Regions from separate parts of the Mus musculus genome. Here region 1 is linked to region 2. The links are chromatin contacts, called in public promoter capture Hi-C maps. All regions are on one chromosome and are shown on one strand. Each heading gives the region's core, a stretch centred on a gene start, on an enhancer-like site or on the middle of the called end of the contact. The rest is flanking DNA. Distances are from core to core; before and after follow the strand shown.

What was found. Promoter capture Hi-C pulls out the DNA fragments that hold promoters and counts their contacts.
Region 1: a contact with region 2 is called in a promoter capture Hi-C map of liver. The contact joins the enhancer-like site here to the promoter of Prelp in region 2. A contact is called at or near these places in 3 of 39 promoter capture datasets (the HPC-7 cell line, cranial neural crest and liver), 1 of 15 datasets of contacts at CTCF or cohesin (the NIH/3T3 cell line), 9 of 484 Hi-C or Micro-C datasets (CD8 T cells, the HPC-7 cell line, the N1E-115 cell line and 4 more), 17 of 115 datasets of contacts at active chromatin or transcription factors (craniofacial prominence, differentiating embryonic stem cells, double positive thymocytes and 11 more) and 1 of 9 other capture datasets (adipose tissue).

What each region holds. Positions count from the first base shown.
Region 1 is chr1:134,062,807-134,068,561 of GRCm38.p6, forward strand. No RefSeq gene overlaps it. Among named protein-coding and RNA genes, the nearest start is that of Gm19497, 4.7 kb to the left of the region's middle. RefSeq lists an enhancer at 1-3,366. Within about 2 kb of position 2,720, at least 159 of the 459 cell types and tissues checked have an H3K27ac peak or open chromatin away from gene starts, as enhancers often do. A contact at or near this core is called in CD8 T cells, the HPC-7 cell line, the N1E-115 cell line and 5 more, where this site is marked.
Region 2 is chr1:133,918,064-133,923,542 of GRCm38.p6, forward strand. Prelp (proline arginine-rich end leucine-rich repeat) reads right to left here and starts at 3,338. Exons shown (of 3, transcript NM_054077.4): 1 at 3,192-3,338.

The DNA of each region.
Region 1 (5,755 bases), core at 1,470-3,969, 140 kb after region 2:
ATCCCAGCCCCGGGCCTGGGGTGTTATTCAAAGCCCAGGAGCTGGGCTGGAGAGCTGCCAACCCCACCACCTCTATTCAGCTCCTTTCTTTCCCCAGCTCAGCTGCCGGGCTATGGCTAATAGAGCTTTTCCCCTGCTTTTGCCTCCTTGTCTGCCAAGCACAGTTTGGGGGTGAGGGGCAGTAGGGAGAAGACCATCAGGTCCACTATGCACTCGCAAAGGGACCGGGCAGGGACCGAACGGAAGACTGAAAAGAGGGGTAGACCAGCCTGGTCAGCCTCCGTGGAGGAGCTTAGACTTTAGGAAGTCAAAGTGAGGCTAGGAGGTGTCAATCACCTGAGCCGTGTGGGGCTTGGTCAGCCTCCTCACTCATGCAAATAACTCTGGTGAGTAGCCGAAAGTTTAGTCTAGACACAAAGAAATCGTGCGTCCCTCCTCCGGCTGCCCGTCCTCCCTCCCGCAGCCACCCGGCCCAGCGACAAAAGGCCGGGGCCCAGCGGTGCGTGAAGAGTGAATGGGCGAGACCCTGCCTAGTGACGTCCCACTAGACAGATGGCAACAGTTGCCCCGCACCAGTTGCAGGCCTCCTTTCATTCTCCCCACCCCCACCCCCGCCCCCCATAAAGGAGGAAGGCCGGGTGGCTCAGGAGCTCATCAGCTTCCCCCACCTCGTTGGGGGGAAGGGCGAGGCCCAGGAGGTGAGAGGCAGGCGAGCTGACGCTGGCTGTTTGGCTGCCAAACAAAAAGGTTGCTGAAAGGCCGGCTCCGGGCCCAGCTTGCCCATCTGTGCGCCTCTGGGGAGCTCTGCCCCCACGCTCCTCCTCGGCTTCTGGCCAGCCGTAAGCAGAGCCGGGGCCTCTGGGAAGAGAGACCGCGCTCTGGGGCAGCTCACTAAGCCGCAATCGTTGGGGCTTTGTGTTCTCAGGCTGTCACTGAGGGGAAAATCCCTTGACCTGCATTGTTTTTCCTCTTCAGAAATAGGTTAAATGGAAAATCCAAGCCCTGAGGGGCAGATGGAGAGCCGAACTCTGTGGTTAACTAACAGAGGGAGTCGTTGGGAATGGGCTAGTAGGCCAGAGTGGAAGCTCCCTTCTCAGCTCGTCCTCTGCTTGCTGCGACCAGTCATCCGGAGGCTGTCTCAGTTGCAATTTCCTCTGCAAATTGGAGTAACAACACCCACCACTGGTACCTCCCAGCATGGCGGAAACGGGCTGCTGTGCTAGCCAGTTCTCTGTAAACAGCAGAGAGGCCGTGGGAATACAAGGGTTTATTCTCTGTGTCCACACTATCCCGGAGCAGGAATGGCACTTTAGTTTTGTTAAGTGACTGAGACAGCAGAGTAGAGAAGTGACATAGACATCTAAGAGAACAGAGAGAGCCTGCACCAGGTTCCAGAATCCCAGATCCATTGCTCCTCTTTGTCTGCCTTCAAACATCAGTCTATCATGGTGGATATCTGGCCAAACATGTGTGCAACTCTAGATTCCATCCCCCAACTCCCATTCCAAAACTAGACCATTAATTGTGAGGATGAAGAGATGAAACTGTTTCATGGCCTAAGTGTGCCCGAGTTATCATCCTGATACCCTTGGGCTCTGGCCTGAGTACCCTCTATGCCCTCTCTGCAGAGGGACTGAGCCAGATGGGGGAGGGGTCAATGCTGAGGGAGCACCAGGGAACCATGCCAACTGCCATCAAAGCTCACCTCTGTGTTACCACTTTGTCTTGCTCTTCTGCCCACCCTAACCACACCTATTGTTCACTTTGGCCAAGGTGCACATACTCCGGCTGGTCTGCCTTTCTAGCCTTCAGCAGTAAGTCAGTAAAGATGTGTCCTCCTGCAACAGTACTTCTCAAGACATCTCTTTCCCAGCCCTTGCTCAGGCTCACCTCACCCATGTCTGATCATCCCCTTGCCCAGCAATGATGGTGGCATTTGGATAGAATGCATTGATCTGTGTTATTCCCTTAGTTTGCATTTAATCCTGAAGAGTCAGCACCTTGGGTACAGTACTTTTATGTGTAATTACCCTGCCATCTCCTGCTGACTGGTGACATCCTGAGGACCAAACCCTTGTCCCCTGCCCCTTGGCCAAACCCAAACTCTGTGCAAAAGTCCATTTCTGCACATAAGAGGCTCCCATCCAGTGACACTCTGCCTGCCAGATAAAGGACTGAAAGTTGAAACCTTATATATGGTCTTTCAAGCTGTCATGTGCACCCAGCTGTGTGTAGCCCTGTATGGCCCCTGGACTCTGAGGCTGACAGTAACCCTCATCAACCCTCAAATTCACATAGCACTGTGATCTTAACAAGTGTGTTTACAGCCTGTTGAAGCCTTCTGGGTATCTTTGAATACTGTCCTATTGTATTAGGACATAATCAGTGCTCCATTTTTTCCCCCTGGGTGGTGCCAACAGGAAAGCCTATTGACCAAGCAGTAGCTGTGACAGGGAAGTGATTTGCCTTTTGTAAAAACAAGAGAAGCCACTAAGCCCTGAGCCTCCACCCTGAGCTGGACTGGTAGGAGAGGAAGTGGGTCACAACCAACACAGGAGTTTCTGTGTTTTGCATTAGGGCTGGGAAGTCAGGGGCTGGAACTCTGTGCTGAGATGAAGCAATCAATCCATCCAGCTGGTTGGTCTGTATTGGACTAGGAGTTTTCTGACTGGAATGAGTCAAAGGGCAACGGAGACTCTAGTGCATGCCTAGGACCAATAGGCTGTTCCCTACAGCCAACAGCCCTTGTCCCAACTTCCTGTTCTGCTCCGTGTTTAGTACAGACACTGTGAAGGGTGAGTAATCTCAGAGCTGATCTCATAACCCTTCCGTTCAGGTTCAACTATGACAGATAAACAAAGACAACACTATAGAGAACATGTGCACACCACACACACAAGCACACTCACTCACACACACAGATGCAAGCTACCACTGCCAAAGGCAAAGTCGGGCATGGTGGCACATGCCAAGAACTCCAGCACCCCAGAGGCAGGAGAACCACTGCAAGTTTGAGGCAAGCCTGAACTACAGAGACCATGATTCAAAAAAGAAAAGAAAGAAACAAAGAAAGAGAAAGACTGCAAAAATAGCAGGATTCACACACACACAAAGTGTAGGGAAATATAGATGAGTAGTAGAGAGCTCCATTAGCTTTCAAGAGGCCCTGGGTTCAATCACCACCGCTACCACCAAGATAAAAACCACTATAGAAATGGTCACAATGGTCTGAGAAGAAGCAAGCGGTCTAAGCCTGGGCATAAGAGATGCGTAAGGACTGGATTCCAGACTGGTCACCTTTTCTACTACCTGCAGAGAGTAAATTGTGATGTGGTATAAATTCCCTGCCTTTCAGACCAGAAGGCTAATGGCAGCAGGGAGAGATGGGAAAAAGGCTGGATTCAGCATGGCTTTGATAGTAATAATGATGATAATGATGCTTCCTCATAATCTCTTTACCCTCTTGCTTTCTGCCTCTTCTTTCCTCCTCCTCCTCCTCCTCTTCCTCCTCCTCCTCCTACTCCTCCTCCTCCTCCTCTTCCTCCTCTTCCTCCTCCTCCACCGCTGCTGCTTCTGTTTATTTAGGCAGTCCTATATTTGAGTTTCCTGCCATTTGCTAACAGTGTGTCTGTGGACAGTTTGCTTAACCTGAGCCTCTGTTTTCTGACTGATAGCCTAATAATGTCAACCCCACGGAGCTGCCCTGAGGGTTTAATGAAATGAGGTACATCCCACTAATGTCATGCTTTATTATGGGTTTTGTCAGCCGTCACAAACTTAACCCCAGCAAAGGAGAAAGGCAGTAACACTCTCATGCATCCATTTACAGCATTGCTGAAGTCCTACTATGTGCCAGGCCCATTGCAAACATTACAAACACAACACAGGATCCAATCCCACAGCCCTGACCTCTTAGAGTTAACAGCCCGGCAGCAGAAGAGAGAGAAATGAAACTATCATGCAGAGATGTATTCATTTCAACTCAGATGAAGAAAATGAGACCAAAATCACTACCCTGCCTACCTGGGTGAGCGGCTAGGGAGAGACCTCAAACTTCTCAGGTTTGCCCCAAGCTGCCTGTGGCTGGGATATAAGGGTTAGAATCAAAGTAAGAGGCATTTAGGTGTTTCAAAGCATGAGATATGGATACTGAGACTTTCCCAGGATCTCCTGCAGACAATTCCATCTGTCTCATGGCTGGGGGGTGAAGTGGGTGACCTGGTATGATCTGAGGTTCTTACACTGGGATTTGAATTAATAATGGTCAAGGTCCTTCCTTGCAGGGGTGGGGTGGGGGAGATTTGCCCTCACTTTAAGCCCTGAGCCCTCATTTCCCTCCAAAGGGGAATTGGGATCAGAGATGTGAATGCTCCCTTCCTCGTGACTCACCGGCAGCCCTGCCCTGCCCTCCCTCCTTATCCATCACTGTTTACACACTCTCTTAAAAGTCAGGTGTCAAGAGGCAGCTGCTGTTTGTGGTCTATTCTCCTCAGATACAGGAGCACGGACCTCCCACGGCCGGCTGCCATTGGCTAAGGAGAAACCAGAACTGAATCCCTCCTCGCTCCAGCCAGCAAATAGAGAGGGTACAGGAAACACCTGGAGGAGAGGGCAGCTGGCAAGGGAGCTTGCCTCTGCCAAGGAGAAGAAAGGTTTAGGGGTATAGAGCTGGGGGAGGGGCCCAGTGCTTAATCGCACTGTTCTTGGTATCCACCAGCTGCCCAGAACTGACAGCTGAACTACACAAGTGATGCTGCCCCCTGCCCTACCCCCACCCGACACCACACACAGACACACACACACACACAGACACACAGACACACACACACACACACAGACACACAGACACACACACACACAGACACACACACAGACACACACACACACACACACACAGGGTCGATCCTCTTGGGCACTAGCTTTCACAGTGCCAGGACAAGAGCAACCATCCAGAAAGACTCCTTGGAGGGATTTTCATCTGTTCACCTCCAGCCTCTGACTTTGAGTCTCTTTAAATGGAGTAAATTTGAACCATGGGTCCAAAGCATGAAAACAGATTCCTTAAGGGATGTACAAGCTCGTCTTCCAGGAGCACATGTCCACTTATTTGCAAACATATGCATCTAGCTGTCCACCTGTATATGCCCATTTGCTACATAGTATCTCAAGCTGTGGCTCAGAGTGGAGCCGGCTTAACTAGAAAAGCAAAAGGAACTCCCCGGTCCTTGTCCACCCAGAAGATGTTGGCTAGCGCGGAGTAAGCAGACTCAACTTAGGAAGCTCCTTCGCCCTTCTTAGAAGAGTCCCCTAAGAGAAGTGTCTCTTTTAGACCCAGAAAGGGAGGATGGGGAAACCTTACAGAGCAAACCTTACAGCTGCCTGTAGCCATTAAGTGGTGTGTCTTTTCATTTGACTGCCAGTGACCTTAGGCCCACTCTGCACAAAGTTCTGGACTAACACACAAGCCATGAAGGGGAATAAAAGACTTGAGGTCCCTGCTGTAGGGATGCTTATGGTGGGCAGTTAGAAATAGGACCCAAGCTTGTAGATCCCCACGACATCGACAGGATAATACAAGAACTGCTCCTCGAAGCTGGGGGCGTAGCGCAGTTGGTAGAATACCCAGTTGGCAGAACAGAGCTCTGGGTTTGGTCTCTAGCACGAAAACTAGGAGTGGTGATGTCCACGTGGAATCTGGCAGTCAGAAGGGAGAGGCAAGAGCATAAAAACAAGCCCAATATCACCGCCAGGTACA
Region 2 (5,479 bases), core at 2,088-4,587:
GGCTTCTGGGAAGTACTCACTGCATGGCCATTCTCTCTAGCCATGCTCCCCTGCCTCAGAGCTCTAATAAGAGGCGCTGAGGCAAACTGGAGATAGCCCTACCCCAGAGGGGTTGTAGTCTCATCAACAAAGACCAGAGGCAGGGCCCTGAGCTCTTGCCTTCCACATCATTAGCTCCCTCCGGGTGGGTGGGGGTGTCTGTGCTTAAGATCTCTTATGCTTCTGAAAACATACCTCCCCGCCTCCCATTTAATTTGGATCCCTATTGGGCCCTGTTCACCGTCAATCAATGAGTACTCGTTGACTACGCCCCTCAGAAAGACTACATCTCTCAGAAAGCTGCTGGCTTTACCCAAACCCAGTTCATGCTCTGTATTTAGAAGTCTTTCTTAAAAGAGTTTACAATTCAAATTTCGGTTCTGACAGCGTGGATCTGGGCTTGAATCCTGCCTCTGCCTCTCTCTCCCCTTGGGCCCCAGGATTGACATCTGTATGAGGATGGGATGAGCTCACACATCTGAAGGCACGATCCAGAAACAAGACTCTGGAAATGGCAGGGACAATGTGTTTACAGAAGAGCAGGTTCTGGGAGAGGCTCCCTGAATTTAAAGTGCGGAAGTCCTCTTTCCCACCTGTCCTGTTTATGTGTTGTAAGAGCCCAGGGACTGTCAATGTTTGGACTCCTCCAGCGTAAGGCTGAGGTGCTGTGGGCCAATAAAGCCCAGGGTGAGGGGTTCTTCAAAATGCACAGCATGAACTGGGGTTGGGCAAAGCTCTCCTAGTTGTCGGATGTTAGTGGCACAAGCAACTTTAAAATGCAGTGTAGGTCAAAAAGTGCTAAAGCCAAGTTTAACACTTTTGCAGAGTAAACACCATATTCCGGTTTGAACAGGAAGAATGTAAACAGAATGGAGGTTGTATGGTTTTAGGGAAGGAGTCTGAAAGAACAGGCTTCCCATTCAGGGGAATGGGGAAGAAATCAGATGGACAGTCAGGTGATCTCTGAAAACTCACTGCCCTCTTTATCCACCTTTCTGCCTCTCTCCCTACCACCTTTAATCCTTGATGAAAGCCAAGAAGAATCCCTGTGATGCTGAATATGGCTATAGAGACAGATCCCACCCTGCAACTTGTGTTAGCTCGGGACTACTACACAAGCCTCAGTCTCCACATCTAAAAAACAGGCTTGCTGACCAAGTTTATTTTGGAGGTGCTAAAACCAGGGTTCTGTGCATATTATACAAGCATTCTACCACCTAGCTGCAGCCCCAGTCTGGATGCTGGAAGGGTTAAAATAGTTGATGTGCAAAGTGATTGCTCAGTGTGTATCCAGTGGTTGTTGGTACCACTCTGAAGTAATGGTTTTCCCCCCACCATCAGACTGCTTGGTTAACATCCTTCATTTCCCTACTGCTGGAGAAGAAGGGGTCCTTCTTACAGTGTAGGTACTCAGAGAAACTTCATTCCCTGTGTGGCTCAGAAGACTACATTGGACATTCAGTGTCAACTGATTGGAACTCCCCAGACACCCGTGCAAAGCCCGCTGTGTGTCTCCATCCTGACTTACTAACCCAGCTCTCCGCTTTCTGCAGAGGTGGGGACACTGGCTGGCAAATGGAAATCTCTCTTTTCAGCTGGTTGTGGCTTCTTCTGAGATCTAGGGCTTCTCCTTGTCTTTGTGGTTGTGGTTGTGGTTGTTGTTGTTGCTGTTGTTGTTCCTTCTAGCCTTGAGGTGCTCTCCTCAAGGAAGGTGAGGGTGGATAAGGGACATTATCAACTCGTCTGTCCTCTGAGAGAGTCAAATGGGACAGACCTGTGGGGTACGGGGAGAGAGAATCTAGAAGGGATGGTTGACAGCTAGTACTAGCTCTTGGGTACCTGGGACAGGTAGCTTAGCAGGTAAGAGGAGATAGACTAAGGTAGAATGTTCTTTGTAGAATGTTCCCCCGAAGTATGGTTGCCTAGTATGGATGATGTTAGTAATCACAAGAGAGTGCCTTGTTCCCTCCTGCAGTGGCTCTCAGCCCTCACTGTCAAGACTGCAGGGGCTCCTTTTTGAGGACACCACATAGCCCTTTATGTGAATCCCAAGGGAGTTAGGGGAGTCTCAGGATGTATTAACACAGCTCTGGACCTCTTGGGTTCTGTTTGATGGGTCTGTAATGAGTGTCTGTCCCTGTTTTACTAAAGCTTCCATATTCCCTGCCTACTGCTCAGGGCCCTCTGAGGATCAAGTAGTGCCCCCCTTCTTACTGCCATGGGGCCCCTCTATTGCAGGAGAGGGGGGAGCTGTGCAAATAAGACTCCCAGGTTCCCCTCCCTGCTTCCTCTACTTCAAGCCCCCTTACCAGCTGACTGGTCAGGATAATCTCAGAATAACTTCAGAGAGAAGAGTGTTTCTGACTATGTAGTGTGTGTGTGTGTGTGTGTGTGTGTGTGTGTGTGTGTGTGGAACTGTTAACTCAGGAGTTAGGGCCTCCAAGGCTTGCAGGCAAGCTTGACTTCTTTTTGTAAGAGCCAAGTGGTTTGGGGAGGGAGACAGGAATTCGGGCTGCTGAGAGGATACTGTGTAGGCTGGAGGGCCACTTTTCTCTCCCTTCTGCCTGATTAAGTTCAAAAGAAAGAAATTTTCAAAAAAAATCACTTGATTGTTCATATCCTCCCTGACCAGCCAAGGCGTGATTGTCTTTTGGCTCTGTCATCTCAGAAGGAAAACGCTGTCTCTGGTCAGGCAGTTGAGGAGGCACGTGAGAGAGTAAGAGACAAAACCCAGTGTGTGTGTGTGTGTGTGTGTGTGTGTGTGTGTGTGTGTGTGTCTGTCTGTCTATCTTTCTGTCTGTCTTCTGCAGTGCATGGTAATACATGAAAGGTGTAGAGAATTCGGTTCTAGTGTCCAGTTCCCATGGCAACACCTGCTCTGTTCAAATTCTGTGTGCGACACAGCTCTGTGTGCTCCACAAACATCTGCACTTAGAAAGTTTAACTTCAGCAGCAAGCAAACGCTAGGATGCAGGATGTTGGAGAGACAAGAGAGTGTCATCAGGAAATGAGGAAGGCTACATCTGAACTCTTTAGAGAGGAAAAATGAGAAGGAAGAAGGCCAGGAGGGAGGAAAGAAAGATTGGACAGAGCTAGAGAGAACCCCTGGAGGAAGGAGCCTTCTAGTCTTCTCCCCCACTGCCTGAACTTACCTGCACACACCTGCCTCTCCTCTGGACTCTGGGGCACTCTTCTGTTCCTCCCCACCCTTTGCTGGAGCTGTGGCAGCAGAGAGCCAGCTAGAAGTTCTGGTCTCCCAGTTGGTGCGTGTCTGCGTGTGTCTGCCTGACTTTTCTTCTACCAGATCCTATTGGGGTGGGGAGGTTAGTTTGGGGAGGGAGGGGCAGATCAGAGGGGGGAGGGCAGGGAGGAGGAGGGAGCAGAGGAGAGAGGGAGGGAGCTTGGGAAAGGAGAGATGACAACAATAAAGTCTTTATTTGGCAGCCAAAACTCCACAGACCTCATCCACACCCGATGCCCGCTAACGGCTCACTTTTAATAATGTTTCCTGCTGCTGCTGCTGCTCTGGAGAGGGACCGTTTGACCCGTGTTTGGAAACTAAGCCAAATCAAGAGAGGAAAGCACTTGGCAAGGCCTCTGCTTCTGTGCAGGCAGGGTGGGGTCGCTGGGTCCAGCCCTGGCCACTTGAGTTTCTAACAAGCGCCTTACTTCCCTGATGTCAATTCTTCAACTCACTGAGGAGCCACGAGACACTTTTCAGAGCATACACAGTGACAATATTTCCCTATCACAGCCCAGAAGCTTGCTAAGGGAGTGGAGACTCACTGTGCAGTGGGCTGATATAAGAGGTAACTACTGGTTTGGTGGCCACTCTGGCCTGAGGATCACACAGCCAAATTAAAGCAGGTTTCCAATTGTAAATCCGCAAGCCATTGTTCCTAGTTCCTGAGGACAGTGTTGGGGCTTTTCCTCCAGCTTTGTGTCACACACTCAGGTGAGGTTTGGGGGCTGTGTGGTCATCCCACAGAAACAGGATGATGCCAGGCTCCCCAATGCATATCCACTTCCTGGAAACCAATTCAAAAGTCTCTGTTATCTGAACAATGACCCCCACCCCCGTCCCCATCTGAAAAGTCAGGCACACTTGGCTTTAAGGTGCATTCAGTACAACTTCTGGCTCAGAACCTAAGGGAAACACTTACTCAGTCACCATTAGGTCATCAGAGACCTACAAAGCCCACAAGGGACTCTTGTCACTGTCCCCTAACTCTCAAAGTCCCCGGCTCTTCCACTCACAGGAAATAAAGTGTGTTCTTAGGCAAGTCACTTGATTTTGAGATGCCCCTATTTCTGTGTCTGTGTCTCAGGTAAGACCGTGGAGCTTCAGAAGGGATTGTAGGGAATCCTAGCCAGCGTAGAGATATAAATGTCACTCACTGCCTGTTTACCTGCCTTCTTGCTATCACAACCCCCAAAAGCCTGTGCTGGAGGGAGTTGTAGGGCCTTGCTTGTGTTAGGTCAGTGCTCTACTGTGGGGCCATGGACTGTGAGCCTGTTCCTTGGTCGAGCTAAAAGTTTGAAGCCCCAGAGACCCTGAAGGGATCTAAGGAGTTTTGCCTGTTCCCAGGCACCAGGCCCCTGTCACCAGCCTCAGCCTCCCTCCTCACCCCCATAGATTTGTGGCCATCAGTCACTTGGGGGCAATGCCCCAAGCCCTTCCACATGTAGATGAGGCATCCTTAACATCTCAGACCAATTTAATAGGAAAAGAGATGTGATCTGTGGCCACTTAGGCTCAAGGCAGAGATCTCCATGCTAATGAAATACCTAGAGGCCCAGAGGGCATGGCCAGTAAGATTCCCTTCCCAGATGCTCCTCCCTGCAAAAGGTATTTAATCTCAGGCCTGCCCTGAGAAGTGGGGTATGGTTTTACACATTTACTTTCCACCATGACAATAAATGGTTTGGTCTCTTCAGACATGGGGAGCCATGGAGAAGGCCTTTGCCTACAGAGCCACTGTCTAATCTCCCATAGAAGGCCTCTCGGTGCTCCCTGCCACAACCACCACCAATCCTGCCACCCATGAAGCCAAGTGGGACTAGCTGGAGCTCCTCTTCTGCCCCCCTGTTCCCTGGACCTGGCCTAGATCCAGCCCTCAGGCCCCCACTCTGTTCTCAGCTCTTCTGGGACTTCCAGGAGCACCTAGATGTCCAAGAGCCTGAGAACCCCATGGACCCTGACTTGTCATAGGCTCGGGCACCCCCAAGCCAGCTCCAGCTTTCACAGGTCTCAGACTCCCAGTGCCTCCCCGCATCCCACACCCGCCTGGCCCACAGCCCTACACTCTACCACTGAGCCGTGCCCATAGCCTTCAGATACACACAGGAGGCCATCACATCATCACCTAACACCCAGATCAACAGTTACCACCTCATGCTAGTGTGGTGGCTACTGCCAGTAATCTCAGCACTTAGGGCC